2 separate regions of the Mus musculus genome follow, and region 1 is linked to region 2. A link is a contact called in public HiChIP or PLAC-seq data. All regions are on one chromosome and are shown on one strand. Each heading gives the region's core, a stretch centred on a gene start, on an enhancer-like site or on the middle of the called end of the contact. The rest is flanking DNA. Distances are from core to core; before and after follow the strand shown. Region 1 holds the start of Tead3 (TEA domain family member 3). Region 2 overlaps Ppard (peroxisome proliferator activator receptor delta).

Region 1 (7,310 bases), core at 164-2,663, 56 kb after region 2:
CCTCAACTGCTTTAACAAGTGTCAGGAGAAGGAGGTCTGGGGACTAGGAAGGGCAGAGGCATAGTCCTTACACCTTCAACTAATAGCTGCTTTCCCTCCTGGCAGCAGCCCGCAGCTGGTTGTGAGTGTAGGGGTGTCCCAGACCCCAGCACTGAGGCAAAACCCTGTGTGTACAGATCCAGGCTACGAGAGTTCAAATACACGGAGCCACCATGGACACCAGTCCCTCAAAGCTGTGTCCAGCCCCCACCGCCATCCTCCGGGCTAGGCTACAAGTCCAGGCCTGACTTGGTTCTGCCCCTACCTGGAGAGAGCTCGAGATACAGAGAGAGGGACACAGGCCCTGAGAAGCCCGGCCCTAGGCTTCGTTCGTTCCCTCTTGCTCTTTAAAAAACTAAGCCCTCAATCAGGGCCCCTGTTGGGGGGGGGGGGGGGGGCGGGTAGAGTAGGGGCTAAAGTGACACTGCCCCGAAGGCCTGCTGGGGCTAGAAAACAGACCCACATCAGCGCTCCAGCCTCCCTTCCCAGGCAGGAATAAAGACGTGACAGACAATGGAGAGGACCCGAGTGGGAAGGGAAGCCCTGTCGCCCACAATTGCCTTAACAAGTTCTCCGGAGAAGTGCGGGGAAGGCCCCAAATCCAGCCGCGTCCCGAGCGAGGCTCCTGGAGCAAGGAGCTGGGACTCGCCCCGAGGCGGGCGGCAGAACTGTAGGGGACAGGCGTCCCCCCACGCCTTTGGGTGCGCACACGCTCCGGGCTCACACTGTGGCTTCCAGACACCCGGGCCGGGTCCCAGCGCAGCCGCGAGCAGCGCGCACACCGGCGCGCCCTGGCTAAGGCCTGCGTGGAGCCCGGGGCTCGCGGGCTCTCGGGAGTCCAAAGGGCGCCCCGGATACGAGTCCCGGCGCAGGCCTTCCAAGCCCGCGGCTCTGGGCGCACACCCCGGCACACGGCGGGGCCAGGCCCGGGCACCCGGGACACTCCGGGCTTCCCAGCCTCCGGGTCGCGGGGGGGTGGGGTGGGTGGGCGGGGCTTCCCGGAGAGCGTCTCCCCCCTTCCCTCCAAAGTTCCCGGCACCCAGGTCCTGGGCTCCGGCGCGGGCTGGACAATAGCTCAGAACCCCTAGAGTGTCCCGGGTCCCCGCCATCCAGAAGCCACCCGAGCAGAGCAGTCACCTCTGCGCGCGAGGCCTCCGAGTTGCATTCCCCGGGCTTACCTGCTCCGAGCTCCGGGGGGCGCTCCGCCGGGCCGCTCCGCCGGGCCCGAGGGAGTAGTGAGGGGGGCCGGGAAGGGGGGTCGTGGGCAGGGGGATGGCCGGAATGTACGGAATGAGCCCGGCCGGAGCGGGAGGTGCTGGGCGCGGAGGAGGGAGCGAGCGGGACGGAAAGTTTGTGTTGAGGGAGCCGGGCGGGGGGTGGGGGCTGCGGGCGGGAGGGGCGGGACCGGTAGGCGGGGCCAACGGCGGGCGGGCCCACGGGTGGGCGGTGCTATTTGGGGGGAGTGATCTAAGGCGGGCCGGGGCCTGCTGTCTCTCTAACCACCCAGTCCCAAGAACGCCCGTAGCTGTGGATTCACACTCCCGCGCACCCCATTCCTCGCTCGTCGTCTCAGAGTTCCCACCTCCCCTACACAACCCCCTTGTGGGTACTCCGCTGAATCTAGAGGGATCAGGTCTGGGGCGGAGCCAAGAGGAGAGCTCTGCCCCCTAGGCTGAACTCCTTGGAGGTGTTTAGGGTCCTGGGGAGCCGCGTCCTCCGCATCCAAATGACCCGAGCGCGCACGGGGTCTCGGGCTCCCCACCCTTCTACTCGGGTCCCGGGCAGCCCAGGCCTCTGCAGCTCCCCTCCCGCCCAGAGCCCGCCCCCCACTCCGGGGCCTCAGACTTGGCTCCGCCCTGCCCGGACCCGGTTTGTCTGGTTCTCCCCGAGTGGCTTGTTTCTCGAATTTCTCCCTTTCTCCCTCTTCCTCTACCTCTAGGGCCCTCCCTCTCCTCCCTACTGGCGGAGAGTCGGGGGCCCGGACCCTGTGCGCTTGACGAGGTTCCATAGAACAGAAGGGGACGCGGGAGCGCGGGGCCAACGCAGGCACCTGAGTTTACACACATGAATCCAGAAACTACCGATGCGTTCAGCCTCGGACGTGACTTTATTGGGGATGTGGGTCCCTGGCTCTGCTTCACCATCGTCCCCTCCCCACCCCCTACAAACCCCCCAGCGCGGGGTCGGAGGGGCCTCGAACATCTGACTCCGGCTCTCTGACAGGAAGTGACTGGGGAGGAGGGGGCGAGGCAAGTACTTTTGGGCGACCAGATGTTCATCTCCATCCCCTCTGCCTCAGCCGGTGCCAGGCTGGGGGAGTGGAGGGGGGAAATGCCCGGAGGTCACGGAGAGGGGTGAGCCCTTCCATGGGAGCTGTGGGGGAGGGACCTTGCCACCCCCAACCGAATGCTTTCCCAGCGCTGAGGAGCTGTGGGGGGTCACTCGCAGGCCAGCTTCCCGTCGAAGCTGGAGAGGGCGATGGCGAAGGCCTGCAGAGCACACAGCGGGTACCGGTAGTCTAGGGTGAAGGCGTCCTCAGCCACGCGGCCGAACTGCAGCACTATATAGTCAGCTGTGAAGACAGACCGTGGGGTGACCTTGGACCCCATCTCGACAGGCAACCCCTCAACAAAACGAGGTCTTGCTCCTTGATGTGGAGTCATAGCCCCCATGCAGCTTCAGGCCACCTTCCCCGTTCTGGGTCATCCAATCAGCCCAACCCAGCCGCTACAGGGTCTGTCACACGGAGTCCGCAGGGCAGGGGCCCTGCGGGGTCTGTCACACGGAGTCCGCAGGGCAGGGGCCCTGCCTTATCATCCACCACCTGGGGCTACAGTAAACCTGTAATCTAGCAGTACAGGGAGGGACCCTGTCAAACTTGCCCAAACCAGAACCCTCCCTCACCGAGTTTTCAGTTGTCTTTTGGCCTCATTCCTCTGGCCTGCCCATAAGGCTAACCTTTGACCGCAGTTCAGACCCTTCTCCAACCCCAGGCGTTCCCTCCCTTAGCCATTAGCGCTGGACTCAGGCCTCTCCCGTTCTGATCAGGGCTATCAGCAGCAATCAATCAGCCACCCCCCTCCCCTTTCTCCCTTTTCTATCTCTTCTGAGACTAGACTTCTTGTAGCCAAAGCTAGCCTTGAACTCCCCTAATCCTTTTGCTACCTCCCTCCCAAATGTTCTGGCCTGAAACTCTCTGAGGATGAAGCTGGCTACCTTAAATCAATCAATCAAACCAACCAACCAACCCTCTACCCCAGCTCTGGTCTGATGGCAGACCAAGCTTCTACAGGAACTGGCTTTGAGATCAGTCCCAAGGTCAGGAGACAGGAGGGACAGTCCTTCTAACCCAGAGTCCTTTGTGTGGTACTCTTGGTGAGACCTTTGGCCCAGGCTTCTGAGAGGGACATTCGCTTCCCTCAGTAAGTCTTCACAGGCAGTCTGTGAGCCGAGGCAGGGGGCTGGAGAGATGGCTCAGCAGTTAGGAGCACATACTCCCCAGCACCCATACAACTGCCTGAAACTCCAGTCCCAGGGGGATCTGATACCTTCTGGCCTCTGTGGACACCTGCACACACACAGAGTACACATATCTCATACGGGCATACACATAAAAATAATAAACCCTAAAAACAAAACAAAACAAAAAACTGTAATAGACACTTAGAAATGCATGGTCCATATTCCGTCCGGTCTCTTGGTGCTTGCCGCCAAGTTTGATGACCTGAAAGTGGCTCTCAGTGCTCAGAGGGAAAGAGAGAGCTAACTCCTGTAGGTTGTCCTTGATGGTGCACACACAAACACACAAGGGGATGTATGCTTCCACCCGAAGCCCAATAGTCCCTGCTCTTAAAGGACAATCCTCTATTTTAGCAGGGCATGGTGGCCATGCCTTTAATCACTGCACTGGGGAGGGAGTGGGATCTCTGTGGGTTCGAGACCAGCCTGTTCTTCATAGTGTTTCAGAACAGCCAAGTCAGTATAGTGAGACCTTGTCTTGCCAATCATCTTGATAACAAGTAACTCTCTCGTATCCTCTGTGTGGCCTTGAGTCCCTTCACCTAGTCCATCCAGTGGGGTTGGATTCAGGGTGGTTTCTAGATTCCAGCATCCTTCCCTTCATCAAGGTACCATTGGGAATATCCCAGCACCTACCCAAGGGTCCTGGGAGGGAAGGAGGGAAAGAGCTGGGTATGTGTAGGAGAGGTTAGGCGTTGGTGGGGAAAGGTCTGGGTGGCCCTCAGATACTCACGGTCATCAGCGTGCACAATCTGAAAGTTCTTGACGGAGGCCTGGGTGACGCGGCCCTGGAAGTTGAGGGTGTAGGAGCCACTGTCTTCATTCCAGATGGGCGGCTTGTTATGGAGCTCGATGAGACTCTCCAGGGTCTTGTTCTGCCAGCGCACTAGCAGCCCATCGCTGGCCTGGAGTGCCCGAGGAGAGGGGACAAAGAAAGAAAGGGTGGTTAGAGGTGGCTGGGCTTGCTCAGGGGCCAGGATGTGTGGATCTGTGGGCTGGTGTTCAGACTGGACTGCCACACCACCCACAGAAGGCATCAGCAGATGCAGGGAGAACCCTGCTGAGAAGAAGCCCTGTTGGCACCCTGGCAGAGAGTGAGAGAGTGGAAAGGCACAGCCGGAACTCAACAGGAGTTTTGTGCCCCTGGTGGTCTAGAACCTTCCAGTTTTAGTCTTCCTCTGAACCTGCAGCTCATTGACTGGGCAAAGTTGGGTGATCAATGCCTTTGGTTTGGTTTTGTTTCCAGACAGGGTTTCTCTGTGTAGTCCTGGCTGTCCTGGAACTCACTCTGTAGACTAGGCTAGCCTCGAACTCAGAGATCTGCCTGCCTCTGCCTCCCAAGTGCTAGGATTAAAGGCGTGCGCCACCACTGCCTGTGTGATCAATGCCTCTAGGGATCCACCCATCTGTTCCTGCCCAGTGCTGGGTTACAGGAGCTGTGCTCAACTTTTGCTTGGGTGTTCCCCAGCACCCTCTGCACTCGGGATCTAGACTTATGCGATGGGTACTTTACAAACAGAGATATCTCTAAACCCTCCTTTGTGTGTGTGTGTGTGTGTGTGTGTATGTGTGTGTGTGTGTGTGTGTGTGTTTTCAGGGTCCGATATAGCCCAGGCTATCTTCAAATTCCCTGTGTAGCTAAGGATAACCTTAATCATCTGATCTTCCTGCCTCTACCTCCTGAGTGCTGGGGTCACAGGCATGAACCATGAAGCCTAGGTTTTGTGGTACTGGAATGGAACCCAGCACCTCCTCCTGCCTGCTGGGCGAGCTCTCTGCCAAATGAGCCCATGTCTCACCCTCACTGTTACGGCACATTTCCATGTTGGTTCTTACTGAATGGGCTTAGAAGAAGCAACTGTGGGGCCCAGGGAACCTGTAAGGCTCAGCTTCCTGGCCAGCTTGGCCTCTCGGGACGGCCTGTCCACCCGGGACAGCCTGCAGGGAGGATGCGTGAGCAGCAGTTACTTGTCACCAGAAGGAGCAAAGGGAAATCAGTCACCAAAGAGCATGCCAGTCATCAGTCTCTGAAATCCCAGGCTCACCCGGCCTACAAGAACCACAGAGCCCAGGACAGGACGTTTAGGGCTAGTTTTCCCTCTTACCCCCACTGCACATGCTCCAACTTTGCCTCTTTTTTTTTTTTTGGAATTTTTGAGACAGGGTTTCTCTGTATAGCCCTGGCTGTCCTGGAACTCACTTTGTAGACCAGGCTGGCCTCGAACTCAGAAATCCGCCTGCCTCTGACTCCCGAGTGCTGGGATTAAAGGCATGCGCCACCACTGCCCAGCTCCAACTTTGCCTCTTTAAAGGCCCCAAATCAACTACTATGACTCCTCATTTCTCTCAGAGCAAAAGCCAGTTAACCAGGCACCTTCTACTCCTAGGAATCACCTTGGCCCCCATGACCTTTAGCCATGATGGTCACCCTACTGACCCCTCAACCCATCAGGTACCTCTGCCCCAGGCTCCTTACACTGGCTCTCCTCTCTGAATGCCATGTCCCTGAACCTAGAACCCAGGCACTAAGGATCGCTCACCTTGCATCGTTGAGGCCTGCGCTGGAAACCTGTATGAAGGGCATCTGCTTCTGCCGTCCCCTCTGCTCCCCCTCCCGTCCCTAGCACTTAATATCTCCCAGACTTTGGTTGTTTGTCACCACCCCTGTCTGTAGTCTACCCTCCTCCACAGGTACTCCAGCTACAAGAGGGATCGTATTGCTTCATGGTGGTACACATCTTTTTACCCCAGTGTGCTGGAGATAGAGGCAGGCAGATCTCTGTGAGCCCAAGGCCAGCCTGGTCTCCATAGTGAGACTCTGTCTCAGAAACACCTCCAGACCCCCAAACAAACCTCAAGCCCTCTGGAAGAGCGTAATGGCTGAGCCATCTCTCCAGCTCTATTTATTTCTTGGAGACAGTATTACAAGTAGCTCTGGCTGGCCTGGAACACTCTCACTATATAGCTAGAGATGGCCCTTAATTACTGATAGTCCTGCCTCTGCCTCCCAAGTTCTGCGGTTACAGAAGTGTGCCACTGTGCCTGGCATGAATTCAATCCCAGAGAACCCGAGCTCATTCTATGAGTGGCCGGAGGAATCTGAGGCACGTGCAGACTCAAGAGTCACTTGGCCAAGCTGGATCCCTGGCCCTGTTGAGTGGTTGAACAGGAAGCAAGGCTCTGAGGGATAGGGTGTAGGATGGTAGAAGCTCACGTTTCGGGGCCGGATAGGGACCCTCTCGTTGTCCGAGTTCATTCCAGGAATGATGACAGTCATACGGCGGGGTCCTCGGAAGCCTAAAACATTGGTTTCCTGAAACAAAGAGAGTGACATCAGGCTGCATCCCACCCGATGAGGGACTGGCATGGCGGGGACAGTGGCTTCTCACATAGACCACAGCGGCCAGCTCCTGGCGCAGGCTTCCCACGTCACCACCTCCCCCTCGCTGTGGGTTCTGCCCGTTGTCAAAGACCGTGAAGCGGTTCCCCAAGAGATTAGACCTGAGGATGGAAAGAGTTGGGCTAAGGCGAGGGAGTACTTCCCACCTCCCACCCCAAGAGCCTTCCCACAGCCTCCTAGTCCAAGAGCAAGGGGCAGTATGTATCTTGGGACTAAGCACGTCATGTGCCCTGACCCAGGCTTCCCTTAAAGGGAAGGAGAGCTTTTAAGATTATTATTATTATTTATCATTGTTGCTTTGAGACAGCCTGGCCCTGGGGCTCAGTGGCACCCTGCTAAGTAAACCTTCTTT
Region 2 (6,967 bases), core at 1,052-3,551:
ACTCCAGAAATGAGACTGTGAGTCAAGGGAAGAAAAGAGGCTGAGGATGGGGCTCAGTTGGTAGAGTGTTAACCTGCTGTGCTGCAGGTGTGGCCCCAGCAGTGGGGAGGCTAAGGAGGCAGAAACAGAGCTTTAAGGCCATTACGGAAATGACTGCACACATACATGAGGACCTGCACTCAGATACTTAGCACTCACAGAAAGAGCTAGGCCTGGGCCAGTGAGGTGGCTCAGAGGGCGAAGGCGCTTGCTGCCAAGCTTGGCTACCAGGGTTTGATCCTGGGACTCACACAGTGGAAGAAGAAAACAAGCTTCTCAAAGTTGTCCCCCGGCCCCTACATGTGCACACGCAAATACATAAACTTAAATGCAGTTTTAAACATTAGAATCAGGGGCCGAGAGACGGTCCCACATTTAACATCTCTTGCCACTCCTCTAGGGGAACCAGATTCGGTTCCTAGCACCCACGTGGTGGCTCACAACTGTCTATAACTCCAGTTTAGGTAATCTGGTACCCTCTTCTGGCCTCCATGGGCACTGCATGCACAAATGTTCAGGGAGGGAGGGAGGGAGGGAGGGAGGGAGAGAGAGAGAGAGAGAGAGAGAGAGAGAGAGAGAGAGAGAGAGAGAGAACCCAGACACATGTATATAAAGAAAAAAAGAAAGAAAGAAAGAAAGTAAAAACTTTGGAATTAGAACTAAATCCAGAGTGTTCGTATGACCTGTGACCCCAGTGCTGGGGTTAGGAGACAGGAGACCCCTAGGCTCACTGCTCAGTCAGCCAGGCCAGGCAGAGAGCTCCTGGTTTGGTGGGAAACCATGACTCAAAAAATACAGTGGAAGTCATGCGTGGTGTCCATCACCTTTAATCCCAGCACTCAAGAGGCAGAGGCAGGAGGATCTCTGAGTTTGAGGCCAGTGTGGTCTATAAATCTAGTTCCAGGACAACCAGGTCTATACAGAGAAACTGTGTCTCAAAAAGAAAATAAAAGAAAAAAAGACAACAGTGAGGAGTGATACACACACACACAGACACACACACACACACACACACACATGCATGCATGTTCAAGGCTGACCTCAGTCACATAGTAAATTCAAAACTAGCCTGGGTCACAAGAGCTATTGTCTCAAAAAAAAAAAAAAAAAGAGGAAAGAGAGAATTCAGGAAGGGAAAATAGTGCCCACAGAGCAGACCCAACCTTTTGCACCCTCGCCCTGAAGAGCTTGGGGCAGTGTTCTGTGTGAAGAAGGGTCTTATAGAATCCCAACGTCCACTTGTGCAGTCACCGATCTGCCACACTCTGATCAGGGTGTAACAGAGAAGGCACAGGACCATCACCTCCAGGAGCTGTGCCTGCAGTGGGGTCATTCTCCTGGGTGTGATATTGTGGTGGTATGAGGACAAATCCTCAAGCCAGTGGCCAGCCAGGAAGAAGCAGAAACATTGTTTTTGGAAAAGCCACCCAGACACTATTTCTATCCACTCAGCACACATACTCAGATGACGCCATACCCGTCCCCACAGGTCCTGCTTCTCTGGCCTTGTGTGTCAAGTTACACATGGCTTGGAGCCCTCACTCAAGCTGAGGCATTCCACCACTCACTGGTGAGCTGGGCCTGTTTCTCTGTGGTAGTAATTCCCCTGGCCTACCTCGGGTAGCCAGTAGGACCTGGTTATCTTGGCTAATCACAGGGTTCTGGAGGTGTACAGACACCCCACCCCATCCCCGAGCCAGAGAGCACTCCAGGACAGCCATGGATGTGGGGAGACAAGAGGCTGTACCGGGTTTCTCCTGGCCCTGCCTGCACAGGAGGGGCTTGCCGTGGAGAGCACAGACCCAGAGAGCTGGGGAGCTTGCCATGAGCTTGGTATCCACAACTTCTCAGCCTTGGGCGTCAGTGTGCCCACATGAGAACGCACAGACCCCATCCCCATCCCTTGGTGAAACTACCAGGAAGTCCAAAGCTGCTTTACCCTCCAGGAGGGCCTGCCAGAGAAAATGAGGGGATCAGCTCTCCTCAGCTGGGGCCGGAGGGCATTTATACCTTTGGAATGACAGTCGTCCTGAACTAGGGTTCCAGGCCACTTATGACCTTATGTAACACACGCAAACTTTAGCGTCTGGGATGGCTATAGCCCCCATGGTCCCTTGCTGCCTGAGTTCCCCTGCTGTGGCCAGTGTACAGGCTGGGAGTGCTGGTCTGCGCTGATCACGTGGCTGTGGTCTCTCTCCTGCTTGAGTGTCTCTCACTGGTCTGGGGAGTTGGTGCCTGTCTCTGAGGAAGTGAGTCTGCAGCCCCAGGAGCCAGCCCAGACTGTAAGTAAGGCCAGCAAACGGAAGTGGATGGGTAGTACTGTGAAGCCAGTCTCATCGCTTGTCTCCTCCTTAAATCTCAAAGTAGACTCAGAAGAGGCTCGCTGGCGTCTAGACAGTTGTGTGACAGCAGGTCCATCCCTGTGACCGTGCAGTTACAGCCTCCCACTGTCCTTGCCAGCCTTGAAACCTCAGCCCAAACCTCTGTGTACGCAGTAGAACAGGGCAAGCTGGTGCTGCACCTGAGCTCACTCCAGCAGGACTTCTGGGAGAGTCCTGACAGCAACCCTGGGGTCCACAGAGACTTGAACTCCTGGGATGGGAGCCAGCTGGGCGGAGCTCCGCACCCCCACAGTTCCCAACAGACACACTCCACCCCACCATCATCCGGGACCCACTGAAGATGCTATTTACCCAAAGCCCACCAGGCCCCCTCCTCTCCCAGTCAGGGAGGCTGTGAGCGGCAGCTGCTCAGCTGCCTGCCTAGCGGGGCTTCCCCCGACCCTGAACTGGAGAGGAGGCTGGGCCCTTGAAGCTTTTCCCCAGTCACACAGCCCATGGCTGCTGAGCTCTTCAGCTGAGCTCTAGGCTGCAGCTCTTCCTTCCCCCACCTGGCTTGTAGGCCTGGTAGCTGATTGTTTAACTGCCCCTCCGTCCTGTCTTCACAGACCTCTCCCAGAATTCCTCCCCTTCCTCCCTGCTGGACCAGCTGCAGATGGGCTGTGATGGGGCCTCAGGCGGCAGCCTCAACATGGAATGTCGGGTGTGCGGGGACAAGGCCTCGGGCTTCCACTACGGGGTCCACGCGTGCGAGGGGTGCAAGGTACAGATGGACTGAGGGGCGTGGGGATTTGCCTGCTTCAGGTAGGACCCCGAAAATAGCTCCAGCAAAGCTCTTTGGTTCCTTAGAGGCCTGAGCTCTGGGTCATCCAAGGGAAGAAAAGACAGGTGTCCAAATGGACACCTGCCTACTGACCCAGCTATCCACTCAGACGCTGTGGATGGCCAGCTCTGGGGCCTGGGCTCCAGCAGGCAGGCAGGGAAAGAGCAAGCTTGGGCTGAGTGTCCATTGAAGTCAGTTTCCAGGGCCTTGGGTCTTAAGAGGATCTTTGGCAAGAGAGTGATGCTTCTAAGTTGTTCTAACGACACACCATCAGAATTTCACAAAGCGCCATCTGAAAGGATGGCGAGAGGCGGCTCAGTGCTGAAGAGCGCTTGCTGCTCTTCTGAGGATCCGAGTTTGATTTCCAGCAACCATGTCTGGTGGTTCAATCTCCTATTACCCCAGCTCCAGTCCTCTTCTGGCCTGAAGTCACCCACACTCAACATGCGTGCACGTGCCCACACACAGGTACACATGCGCCCACACGCAGGCACACATGCATTAAAGTATATCTTTCAAATTGCCATATGGGGTTGGAAATGTGCTTGCCTGCCTGGGAGAAGCCCTTGGTTTGAGCGACATCACCACAAAAACTGGGTGTGGTGCTATACACGGTAATCTTAGGGATTTGGAGCTAAAGGCAAGAAGATCAGCTCAAAGTTGGGCTGGAAAGATGGCTCAGCGGATAGAGCTGCTGCCTTAAGCCTGGTGACCCGAGTTCCGTTTCCAAGAACCAACTGGAAAGAGGGAACCAATTCTTGTCTGCTGGCCTTCACATGCATAGCCCCCCACACCCCCCAAATAAATAAATAAATAAATAAATGTTAAATAAACCAAGTTCTTATGAAAACAGAAGGGTTATAATTATAAATTATTACTAATTTTGTTTGTTTTGTTGAGACGGGGTTTTACTGTTTAGCCCTGGCCATCCTGGGACTCACTATGTAAACTAGGTGGCCTTAAACTCACAAAGATCCTCTGTCTCCCAAGAGCTGGGATTAAGGCCATGGACCAGTATACCTAGCCCTTAAATTTTTTTGGGTGCTGGAGGAATGGCTTAGTGGTTAAGAACACTGAGTGCTTTCCAGAGGTTCTGAGTTCAATTCCCAGCAACCACATGGTGGCTCACAACCATCTGTGCCGGGATCCAGTGCCCTCTTCTGGTGTGTGTCTGAAGACAATGATGGTGTGCTCACATAAATAAAATAAATTAATTTTTTAAATTAAGGATATTTTTCTTCTTTCCTATCCCAAACAAACAAACAAAATTCCCCTGGGGTGTGGAGAGCAATCTCATTGGTTAAGAGCACTAGCTACTCTTCCAGAGGACCCAGGATCAATTCCCAGTGCCTACATGGCTGCTCAAAACCTTTTGATACCCCTCACACATACATAAATGCAAGCAAAGCAACAATGAAAATAAATCATTTTTTTAAAAATATTCCCCATCACTGCCAATTTCAGCCTTTTTGTGACCTTACGTGCCACTGGGCTCTGGGGCAGCGCAGGCTAACGTCCTTGGTCTCGCAGGGCTTCTTCCGCCGGACAATCCGCATGAAGCTCGAGTATGAGAAGTGCGATCGGATCTGCAAGATCCAGAAGAAGAACCGCAACAAGTGTCAGTACTGCCGCTTCCAGAAGTGCCTGGCACTCGGCATGTCGCACAACGGTGAGGGCGCCTGCGCAGTCTGTCTCAGGACCCCAAAGGGCGCCTGCGCAGCACAGCTAACCCAGGGTCCCATTCTGTCAGAGGGCGCCCAGCACCTGCCCCTGGCACGGATGGGTGTGTGCACTTGCTGTTGATGGCTGATACAAATGCCAGGACCTCAGAGGCCTGGGCCGGCACCAGCTAGCTCTCTGTGCCTGTGGCTCACCCTGTTCTGCTTCAAGTGACAAGCCCAGCAGGGATGGGGTTGCCAACACTGCTCCCCACACTTGTGCCTGACAGCAGGCAAAGCTGAGGCCAGGGTTCCCCGGTCCTGAACTGTTGAGGGTAGGCAGCAGCCAGGACCCAGTTAGGAATTTCTTGGTGGCCAGAGACTCGCAGGAGCCATCCTTGCCTCAGGCTTCCAGAGAACTGGGAGCCTCCTGCCATTCTCTCCTTGGCTGGGAGCTCCTAGGAGTCACCTCTGTTTGCCTCTTCACCCCCAGCTGTTTCATATGAGTTCAGTGGCCTCAGGTCCTCAAGGTACCACTCCAGCCCGCACCTCTGCCCAGAGTGAATGCCCCTGGTTGTCCTAGTAAGTGCAAAGGATTTCCATTTTCCCTGACCTACAAAGACAGGGAAGGAAGAAAGCCATATAGCCGGGCGTGGTGGTGCATGCCTTTAATCCCAGCACTCGAGAGGCAGAGGCAGGCAGATTTCTGAGTTCGAGGCCAGCCTGGTCTACAGAGTGAGTTCCAGGATAGCCAGGGCTACACAGATAGACCCTGTCTCAGGAAAAAAAAAAAAAAAAAAAGCCATAAAATGGAAAGGTAAAGAGCCGGAGCTCAGGCATGGGCCCTGGTCACCACAGGATCTTTCTAGTTGCCATGCCTGGCCAGCCCCCGGCGGAGTCAGCAAAGGCTCTCATCATGGAGCTGCTTCCCCGCTGACTGTGGGGCCTCTGGGGGCCCCTGGCTCCTAAAGGATGATCCCCCTCACCTCCACACCTGAGAGGAGCAGGGGAGAGGAGGGGTGCTGGCCCGGCCCCCCATGACTGGCTCCCACCCCCTATGCAGCTATCCGCTTTGGACGGATGCCGGAGGCCGAGAAGAGGAAGCTGGTGGCGGGGCTGACTGCCAGCGAGGGGTGCCAGCACAACCCCCAGCTGGCCGACCTGAAGGCCTTCTCTAAGCACATCTACAACGCCTACCTGAAAAACTTCAACATGACCAAAAAGAAGGCCCGGAGCATCCTCACCGGCAAGTCCAGCCACAACGCAGTGAGTGTCACTGGCCAGCCCAGCCATGAGGTGGGGTTCAGGGGACACGAGGGTGGGGTCCCCGTCCTTCCCCAGGCCTGGCCTCTGATGGGCCTGGTTTTCAGCCCTTTGTCATCCACGACATCGAGACACTGTGGCAGGCAGAGAAGGGCCTGGTGTGGAAACAGCTGGTGAACGGGCTGCCGCCCTACAACGAGATCAGTGTGCACGTGTTCTACCGCTGCCAGTCCACCACAGTGGAGACAGTCCGAGAGCTCACCGAGTTCGCCAAGAACATCCCCAACTTCAGCAGCCTCTTCCTCAATGACCAGGTGACCCTCCTCAAGTATGGCGTGCACGAGGCCATCTTTGCCATGCTGGCCTCCATCGTCAACAAAGACGGGCTGCTGGTGGCCAACGGCAGTGGCTTCGTCACCCACGAGTTCTTGCGAAGTCTCCGCAAGCCCTTCAGTGACATCATTGAGCCCAAGTTCGAGTTTGCTGTCAAGTTCAATGCGCTGGAGCTCGATGACAGTGACCTGGCGCTCTTCATCGCGGCCATCATTCTGTGTGGAGGTGAGGGGGCGGAGCCGCACTGCCAGGGACCAAACCTGACCTCAGACAGTGTAGCACAGAGCACATGTGCAGAACCAGCTGCATCTGGTTGGACAGACAGAGGTGTACCTTGCTGGGATTATAGCTGGATGGCGGGATGCTTGTCTAGCAAGCGGGAGGCGCTGAGTCCAATCCCCAGTACTGGGGCGTGGGGAAAAGAAATCCACCATTTGTGGGTAGCGGAGAAATTTCTGTGTTACTTTCACATTTTTCTAGTCCAGTATAATACACAGGGAAGCCTGCTCCCC

What was found. HiChIP or PLAC-seq counts read pairs in DNA pulled down with a chosen protein or histone mark.
Region 1: an H3K27ac HiChIP or PLAC-seq map of microglia shows a contact between it and region 2, with 3 times the contacts expected there. The contact joins the promoter of Tead3 here to the enhancer-like site in region 2. A contact is called at or near these places in 4 of 115 datasets of contacts at active chromatin or transcription factors (embryonic stem cells, microglia and pancreatic cancer cells) and 3 of 9 other capture datasets (adipose tissue, liver and pancreatic islet).

The regions. Positions count from the first base shown.
Region 1 is chr17:28,349,392-28,356,701 of GRCm38.p6, forward strand. Tead3 (TEA domain family member 3) reads right to left here and starts at 1,414. Exons shown (of 13, transcript NM_011566.4): 1 at 1,218-1,414. Tulp1 (tubby like protein 1) reads right to left here. Exons shown (of 15, transcript NM_021478.2): 12 at 6,948-7,059; 13 at 6,773-6,871; 14 at 4,292-4,463; 15 at 2,124-2,611. The coding sequence ends at 2,478.
Region 2 is chr17:28,292,355-28,299,321 of GRCm38.p6, forward strand. It overlaps Ppard (peroxisome proliferator activator receptor delta), which reads left to right. Exons shown (of 8, transcript NM_011145.3): 4 at 2,987-3,141; 5 at 4,732-4,870; 6 at 5,923-6,125; 7 at 6,230-6,680. Among named protein-coding and RNA genes, the nearest start is that of Fance, 18 kb to the right of the region's middle. Within about 2 kb of position 2,302, at least 86 of the 459 cell types and tissues checked have an H3K27ac peak or open chromatin away from gene starts, as enhancers often do. A contact at or near this core is called in microglia, where this site is marked.